Regions from separate parts of the Mus musculus genome. Here regions 1 and 3 are each linked to region 2. The links are chromatin contacts, called in public Hi-C maps. All regions are on one chromosome and are shown on one strand. The core of a region is the stretch at or near the end of the contact, and the rest is flanking DNA. Distances in the headings are between cores, read along the strand shown. Region 1 has its middle 110 kb from the start of Lrig1. Region 2 overlaps Lrig1 (leucine-rich repeats and immunoglobulin-like domains 1). Region 3 has its middle 110 kb from the start of 4930511E03Rik.

Region 1 (2,700 bases), core at 194-2,693, 190 kb after region 2:
TCATAGCAACTGCCGCAGTGATGGCACATAGCAGGTACCTCACAGAGCTTGTGCTGTGTGAAACAGGGAACTGTTTGGTGGGCGGTTTGTTGACTCTCAGCTGAGTTTCCCTAAGAAGCAGCTACCATTCCTTTCCTTAAAAACATCCTACCCCCAAGTTCCACTGATTTTTTTTTTTAAATCAAGGAAGAAGGCAATGTGCAGGCAGCTGCTAGCCTAACTGGCCTGGTTCTGGTCATCACAATACTTCCTGCCCTCATGACTAGTTTGGAATAAGCACAGGAAATTACGTCAGTTGGCAACAAGAGTCCAGCAGTTGGGATCGGGGAGGTATGCATATTTGCTTATCCAGTTCCCTGCTCCCCCGCCAGGCTAGCGCATGGAGCTTTGACCTCCCATATGTTTTTAATGTGTGTGGAGATAAGCCATCCAACAAGCTGGAAGCAACAGGTTGAGCCTGCCCTCCCCCCACCCCACCCCCACCTCCCACCCCGTTCCAGCTGTAATTGTTCTGAGAGGTCGAACAACCTCCCGTGGCTACGTGTGATTTGAAATTAGCACTCACATGGAGTCTATAGAAATCAGGAAGTAATGACTCTCATCTTCTGAGAGATGATATGTTGGGATTTCCCTCAGCGGGAAAGACATGAGGAAGACTGTGAGGTTTGGAGCCAGTGCGACCTGGCTTTGACTTGGTTCCCCAGTGCCCTGCAAGGCGGTCTTGTGCAAAGACTCGTTCTCTTGAGAGCCCAGACTCTTCATCTGTGTGATGCAGATGATAAGAGACCCTTTAGTGATGAAAACTTCTTGTCCCTTCCCTCAAGTCTCTTCTGAAGCCTTCTTATAGTTTGTAACCATCGATGAAGATAAATCACTGCTGGTGTCCAGTTTCAGAGTGGTAAGCTTTGGAGGCAGATGGTCCCTACCTAGAGCTGCTGACCAGTGTCTGTGCAGGTCCACGTGCACCCCTTTATCTCTCAGTCAGCTTCTCCTCAGCCAACTGGGGATGACAACCTTAACTCTGTTCTACCAGGGAGTGAAAACTAGACCCCCAAGGTCACATGCTCAGCCCCTCCTGGACCACGGTCTGCACACACAATGACAGCTGTTGTCATTTCTCTTTGCCTCGGGTGGTTTGGAATAGCAGTTGACACAGCTGGGCTCTGAGCTCTCAGTTAGTTCCTCCAGCCTTGCCTTTGGGTTGTCTGCCCCTTTCTGACATGACTGTTTGTGGAAACCCTGCTCGCAGCAGAGTAAATCCTTCAGCAAACCTGCCAGCCAACTCTGTCTGCGAAAGTAAGGGTCCACTGAAGACTGTTGTTAAGACTTGATCTGTGTGTTTAACAAGTCCTTCAGTGCGTGGCCATCATACACCATAGGGGCCGAGCACGGCACTGTCCACAATCAGCCGATGCTGGCAGGAAGACTCAGCCAGCACAGCTTGCCTCTAACTGTTCCCAGATGCTCTGACGTCAGAAGAGGCATCTGATTATCAGAAGTGGATGATGCTGTAGCAGGGATCACTAGCCCCAGATGTTGATCGGCAGGCCAAGGGGGAGCAAGATGATTTCCTGGCTGGATGGGGGCGGGGGGTGAGGGACAAAGCACTCCAGGCCTTGTCTTGTTCCCAGTCAGGTAAGGAACACTCACAGGAGCAAACCTCACCTTCTAAACAGGCCCCAGTGACCACAACTCCTTGTATCAGGCCTTTGTTCCCTCCTCTGCCCAGCCCTCAGTGTGGGTTGGACCTCATGACTTGCTTCCAATCATCAGAGCTGGCCAAGTTGACGGGTTGTCATTTCTTTAATTAAGTTACAGAGGGCTGGACTTCTGTCTTGCTGGCTTGGTCTTGTCATGAAGCAAACTCACTTGGGCAAGAACCCCAGGAACGTCAAGGAAAACCGAGTGTGTCTGTTCTTTGTCTTGCAGTGAACATGGAGCTCGGGTCTCCTGTGTAACAACATTTTCATAATGGTACTCTGCCAGCAACCACGAGGATGAGAGCAGAGGGCCCTTCCTCAGGGGAACCTTCTGTGGAAGCCTCTGTCTTGGCGGCATCTTGATTATAATTTAGGTGGGGATGCTAGGCAGGGAGCCTGAATGATCCCAGAAACTTTGATATTGGAAGGTTTTGAGAGTACTAGGTTGTTAGGGAGCAATAGATAGCTGGTAGAGATTCCTTCCTTCTTTTCACAAATAGATAACAGACCTGCATTTCTCCTTAGGATTAGGGGCAGTAGTAACTCTGTCTCTAACCTAGAGTTCCCTCAGGCATTTTGCTGATAGATTAGTCTGCCTTTAGCATGGTTTCTTCCTCTATTAATTTATTTTGGTTTTCTGAGATAGGCTCTCACACAGCCCGGGCTGGCCTCAACTCACTGTATAGCTGAGGCTGACTTTGAACTTCGGATCTTCTGGCCTCCATTTCCCAAATGCCAAGATTACAAGGCATATACCACTACATCCAGTTTACACAATGCTAGGAATCAAACCCTGGGCCTTGTGCGTGCTAGACAAGCACTCTCCAAACAGAGCCCTATCCCCTCTTTATTTAATAATCTCCTCGTGAGGGAGCGACTCACCTTTTCCATCTGGCATTCGAGGCTCACTTCCATATCTGCCCCCTACCAGCTGCCAGAACGCCAATAGCACATATCACTCTTGTGTGAACAAAAAGCCTTTATTGGATCCCAGATGCCA
Region 2 (2,700 bases), core at 77-2,576:
AAATGCCCCCTCCCTCACAAGCTGGCATGGACAGGCCCCCAGCAGCAGAACTGCAGAGCATTCTGCAACTTGGGCAAGAGAACAAGTATACCATATCCAGGGGTACAAATCCGAACCTGCCACCTGCCAGGTCCTGGGCTAGTTCCCTTCACTTGTCTCTGGAGCTCTAAAGGCTGCATAATGGAGCCTGCACACAGACATGTACCTACTACAGCAGTGGACGAATTCTAGGAGGGCAGGACAAAGACTCTCCAAACTGAATTCAAAGTAGCTATGACTAGTGCTCTTGGTGATGGCTGCTTCTACTTGTGATTATAATTAGCAACAAAAAGACTGACAAGAGCCTCAATACTACTGAAAGGTACTTCACACATCTCTAGAAACTAAAGAAGGCAGCAACACCCCTCTGTGCAGAGGACAGAACATATAGGTGCTTTCAGATGGGCTGTAAACAGGACCAAGCCCAGCAGCCCTAAGGACCACCACACACTGACAGTATGAAGACTGTGAGAGTGGCCTGTGAGCCACTGCGGATTCCTCACTGTAGCCCTCAGCCTCTTCTCTGCACACAGCAGAAGGCCTGCTGCTGTCCTCTGTGGTCCCAGGACACAGGAGACTCAGGGGAGCTGCATGAGTGGCACCCCTGCATCCCAGAGCTTGCGGAACCGCACACTCCCAGTCTGAAATACTCACAGCTTGCTGAGGTTGTCAAGCCCCGTAAAGGCACCACTGGTATCCTCGATTGTACCCGAGATCTCGTTATGGTCCAGGTCCCTAAGAAGGAAACAGAAGGCAAGTTCACCCACTATCTTAAGCTCTGCCTTTGTTCTCCACCATGAAGGGAGACCAGCCCCACACCCAGGCTTTCACTAGGAGCCGCAAAGCATCCAGGTGCACCCCAGGGGGCCCAGCAGCATGCATTGCCAGGAGAAGTATGGCCCTGAGAACGTCCTGTTGTTCTTTTTTGTGTACTATCAGCATGACCTTGCTTCTGCTGCTTCCAACAAAGCCAGCCCGCCCACCAACCAATCTGGCTGGCCTCAGGGAGGGAAATAGTAGAGACAGCACAAGAAGAAGCCAGGCTTGCACACACCTCTCTGAAGCAGACCTCTAACCCAAAAGATTCCTAACCATTTCTGTCTACTCTTAGCCACAGTCCTCTCTCGGGTTCAACCAGGACACTGGAAGGCACGTGGAAGGAAGAGGTGGCGGCGAAGGAGCTGGGCCCTGATGTTCCTCCAGGCCGGCCTGGAAGCCTAGGGCCTGCACCCTGCTCCTCGTGAGGCTTATGTAGCACTGGATACTGAGCCAGAGCACACATCTGGGTGCTGAGTCAATCTTGTGACCCACTTGCCAGGACAGGAAAAAGGAGGCCAACTACTCGGCCCCAGGCTGTCTGGATATGGTCAGTGCTTCAGCTTCCTCCCTGAGCTTCCAAGGGCAGGTCACGCTGCCCAGCCACACGCACCTGGCAGCCAGACCCCTACTCTCACATTCACTCTTTCCAATTTTTCACAGAGCCCTGGTCCCTGCACATCCCCTGCACGAGTCCCTGCAGATATGGCCAAGGACAGAAAGGGATGCAGCTCTTGGCTCTGGGAAGACGCTGGAAAGTCATTGCCAGCTGGGAGTGGAGCTGGGACGAAAGTACACAATGCTTGCTCTGACCTTCACTTTCCAGCATGAAGCTAAAAGAGAATGTGCTGCTGGAAGGGACCTCTGCTCTCAACGAGTCCCACCCTGTCATCTTTAGACTGAGTACAGCAGAGACTGCGGTTCTGTGTGCCTGTCTTCCTGCTCTGGGCCTTGCCTGCCAAATTAGTCCTCTCTTTCTGGCCTGCTCAGCTTGAATGTTTCTGGCCTTTCTGTCCGGGCCTCGGAAGGGCTCACAGACTGACCTGGGCTCGGATAGCTTGCTTGGCACTAGCTCCCCATCCCTGACTCAAACCTGAAGCCCACTCTGCCTGGTGCAAGTGCAGAGGCCTCCCTCCAGGCACAACGACAGGCTTGCTCCCCCAGCAGACCAGGCTGCAGAAGAAAGCTGTGGAACTGCTACCACTATCTGTGGAAGACTGTGTGCCCTTCTGGGGGGTTTTAGACTGAAGGCTGCTAGGAGACAGCCTAGCGTTTACAAGTGAAAAAAGTTCTATGAAAAGTCCCAGAAAAGCACCCTCAGCAGCTTCTAGCAGCCTCACCCATCTGACCCTTCAAAGGACATGGTATTCTCACTTTCTCTTTCTTACACCACTCCTGAATGAGGACAAGGACACAGGACCCTCACTTCTATCTTGGATACCAGGTCCACTAAAGAGCTTCAAAGAAAGAGCAGAAAAGTAGCCATGGTACTGAGTTACAGAAAACAATACATAGGATTTAAGAACGGAAGACAGGACTGGGGGTGTGGCTCAGTAGAAGAGAATTTGCCTATTACACATAAAGCTTTGGGTTTGATCCATAGAAACCTTAGGAAAAAATTCTCAAAACGTACATCCAGGCCTGGAGGCTCACATACCTGTAATCCTAGCCCTTGATGCAAGAGGATGGCCACAAGTTCAAGGCCAGCCTCAATATATGAGCTTGAGGCTAACCTGAGCCAGAGAACCCAGTCTTTAAAAGCAAATGAACAAAACCACTACCATACCCTCTCTAAAAGAGAAATAAATGAGAGGTCACAACCAAAAGAATGGAGCAGAGACATGC
Region 3 (2,700 bases), core at 77-2,576, 220 kb after region 2:
CCAACAAATGTGAACAGGCAGCCTTTGTGGCCAGGAAGCTGACCCTGATGGGAGTGTGGAGCACACACCTCTGGCTTTCTGCACTGTCCCCAGGGCTTGGCCTATAGCACACCAGGTTACCTTAAGGAATTTGGAAGCAAACAGGAAAACTCTGGGTCACACAATGGAGGGACCATGCTTTGCCCTTTCACACATCAGTCTTTTCGGGTGAATGGCTCCAAGCCTTCTGAGTCTTGCCTTATGGAACAATTGGCCCCTTCAGTTAACTTGCCAGCAGCAATCAGTTACTCCTCCTAGCCATAAATTACAACTATTCTTTTTTTTTTGAGGGGGAAGAAATTAAAGTAACAAAGGGAAGGAGTTGTAAAGAAGGAAACTGTCAGAACAGCAAAGGTTTGAGTAATTAGTTGGGTCTTTTGGTTTAGGGTTGACTGACTTTCAGTTTGAATTTTGATTTGGAGTTTTATTGGAACAAAGAGACCCTACTTTAATTCACTTTCCAGCTGAGATCGTGATCAGGTGGGTGACAATAACTGGGGTATGGGGCGGGACTCAACCCACAATCCTTGTTACAGAGGTTTTCATTCTGATCCTGCAACTTCACTGATTGTTGTTTTATTTGTTTAGAACTCCCGCTTCTGGTTGCTGAAGGCCTCTCCTGGTTGGATCTCAAATGTCCCTTCCAGGCTTATGTGGTATGTGACTAGGAGGTCCCTAACTGAGGAGGCTATTTGGTATGTGATGAAACTTTTGGTACTTGTGGCATAACTGCTAGACACACACAAATAGGGACAGGCTTTAAGGTGATAGCCCATCTCTGGTTGGGTCTCACTGCATGTACTTCCTGTATCCCGCTGCAGTGTTTGTAGCTACCTATGGACAGCAAGGGCCAAGCCATGATGAACTGTATTCTTTCAACCTTGAAAAGAAATACACCTCTTTTCCCTTAAGTTGCTCAAAGAAAGAAAAAGAAAGGTATCAAACACACCCCTGTTCCGTGAAACAAGATAACCATATCCACCGAATCTGGTTCATTAAGTATGACCATAAAATCACCTTATTCACCGATAGTGCAAAAGCTGCTTGAAGCAGTTCATTCCATGGAGTCTCATTTAAAAATAAAGAGGAAATTTCCCAGGTGACTAATAGTTTTTCATTGTTCTCAAGGCACCTGGAAGAACTGGCTTGCTCTCAATTATTCTGAGAAATGAAGGACTTCTGAAAAAAAAGAAAGAAAGAAAAAAGAGAGAGAGGATTCCAAAGTCCACAGGGCAAAGCCATCTGCTTCCACAGAGAAAAACGCTGAGCATTTGCTAAGCATGGGGCTGGCTGGGCTAGCCCCATCAAGGTCAGATTTATGTATTTTCTCTGGAACTGGAATTTTTGTACACCAGGCATAATACCATGGGGTATTTACAGTGTAAACATTTTTTCTAAAGTAAACAGCTGCATTCCCTGGCTGGCTAAACCCCTCAGCCCCAGATGCAGGAGCTAGAACCTGCTCAGTAAGCAGGTGCATCCTAACTCGGAGGAAGCTTTTCTTTGTGCCTGACTCCCAGAGTGTCTGAACATTTTTCTCCTTCCAGTGACGTAACCTCATGACTTCTGAAAACAGATGAAAGGGCGATTCCTTTCTTAGTTTCCCCCTTGATTTAAAAAAATAAAAATAAAAAAGGGCTAGGCTATAGCAGTCAGAGGGGAAAAGTTTGGTGGCTTTGGAGTCTGAGGCATTCACTGCAAGTCACTTTATCTTCATTTTCTTTTTCTTGTTTTCAGTTTTCCTCCTTTCCTAAAAGCAGGATTGGGAATTGGGGAGCAGGGGTGGGGGTGTAGGGAGTGTGGGGAGTGTGGGGGTTAGAAAGGGAAATAAAGACCAGAATATGGAAACTGCTTTACCACATAGGATGTCAATGGTTTTCACGCAAGCACATGAGCGTGAGTGTGAGTGTGTATGTATGTGTGTGCAGTGATCGTGTTTATATTTGTGTATACAATCTACAGAGAGTTTTAACTTTCTACCTTGTTTGAGATGGAGTCTCTGATGGTTTTTCACTGTGTGTGCTAGGCTATCTGGCCAGTGCATTTCCCAGGATCCTCTTGTCTCTACCTCCCATCTCTTTGTAGGAATGCTGGGATTACAGACGTGCATGCTACCATGCTTGGCTTTGTGGGGGTTCTGGGTATTTGAACTTAGCTTGTGTGGCCAGCACTTGACCCAGGGAACCACCTTTCTAGACCCTCAAGGGTTATTTTTGCTATAGATTTCATTGGTGCTGATGAAAAGTCACAAGCACTTTCTGAAGATAAGACTTTAAAAAAACATGTAGAGGTTGAGCGAAGGGGTCAGAGGTATCCATATTTTACTCATTCAATTGACGTGTATTAAATGGCTATTAGGTGTTGGGGGTTAGATACTACAGTGATGAAGGCAAATAGTCCCCTTTGTAAGGAACCAAAACAGTGAACCCTCAATAGCTAACTTCAAGATCTTCACAATTCCAACATTTATCCTTGTGGAGGACGGACATTGTTGGGTAGTGGTAAAATGCAAATGCTATGTGGGAAAGGCTGCCATATTTCTGTGATACTAAAAATCCTTGCAAAATCGTGGAATTCAAAGTCCCTTGGCATCATGGGAGAATGGCAGCTCAAGAGCAGGAGACTGAGTTTCTGTCTGTTGTGTTAAGGTGTCCCATGCGA

The links. A called contact is a pair of places that touch in the nucleus more often than the background predicts.
Region 1: a contact with region 2 is called in a Hi-C map of uterus, with 2.8 times the contacts expected there. The contact joins two enhancer-like sites. A contact is called at or near these places in 2 of 15 datasets of contacts at CTCF or cohesin (the NIH/3T3 cell line and pro-B cells), 25 of 484 Hi-C or Micro-C datasets (CD4 T cells, the G1E-ER4 cell line, the HL-1 cell line and 9 more), 8 of 115 datasets of contacts at active chromatin or transcription factors (T-cell acute lymphoblastic leukemia, embryonic midbrain, embryonic stem cells and 1 more) and 1 of 9 other capture datasets (embryonic stem cells).
Region 3: a contact with region 2 is called in a Hi-C map of uterus, with 2.3 times the contacts expected there. The contact joins two enhancer-like sites. A contact is called at or near these places in 4 of 39 promoter capture datasets (cranial neural crest, embryonic stem cells and liver), 2 of 484 Hi-C or Micro-C datasets (liver and uterus), 4 of 115 datasets of contacts at active chromatin or transcription factors (astrocytes, double positive thymocytes and embryonic stem cells) and 1 of 9 other capture datasets (embryonic stem cells).

What each region holds. Positions count from the first base shown.
Region 1 is chr6:94,805,553-94,808,252 of GRCm38.p6, forward strand. No RefSeq gene overlaps it. Among named protein-coding and RNA genes, the nearest start is that of Lrig1, 110 kb to the left of the region's middle. Within about 2 kb of position 1,444, at least 51 of the 459 cell types and tissues checked have an H3K27ac peak or open chromatin away from gene starts, as enhancers often do. A contact at or near this core is called in fibro-adipogenic progenitors, muscle stem cells and uterus, where this site is marked.
Region 2 is chr6:94,619,560-94,622,259 of GRCm38.p6, forward strand. It overlaps Lrig1 (leucine-rich repeats and immunoglobulin-like domains 1), which reads right to left. Exons shown (of 19, transcript NM_008377.2): 9 at 694-774. Among named protein-coding and RNA genes, the nearest start is that of Mir7041, 14 kb to the left of the region's middle. Within about 2 kb of position 1,327, at least 40 of the 459 cell types and tissues checked have an H3K27ac peak or open chromatin away from gene starts, as enhancers often do. A contact at or near this core is called in fibro-adipogenic progenitors, muscle stem cells and uterus, where this site is marked.
Region 3 is chr6:94,834,560-94,837,259 of GRCm38.p6, forward strand. No RefSeq gene overlaps it. Among named protein-coding and RNA genes, the nearest start is that of 4930511E03Rik, 110 kb to the right of the region's middle. Within about 2 kb of position 1,327, at least 10 of the 459 cell types and tissues checked have an H3K27ac peak or open chromatin away from gene starts, as enhancers often do. A contact at or near this core is called in uterus, where this site is marked.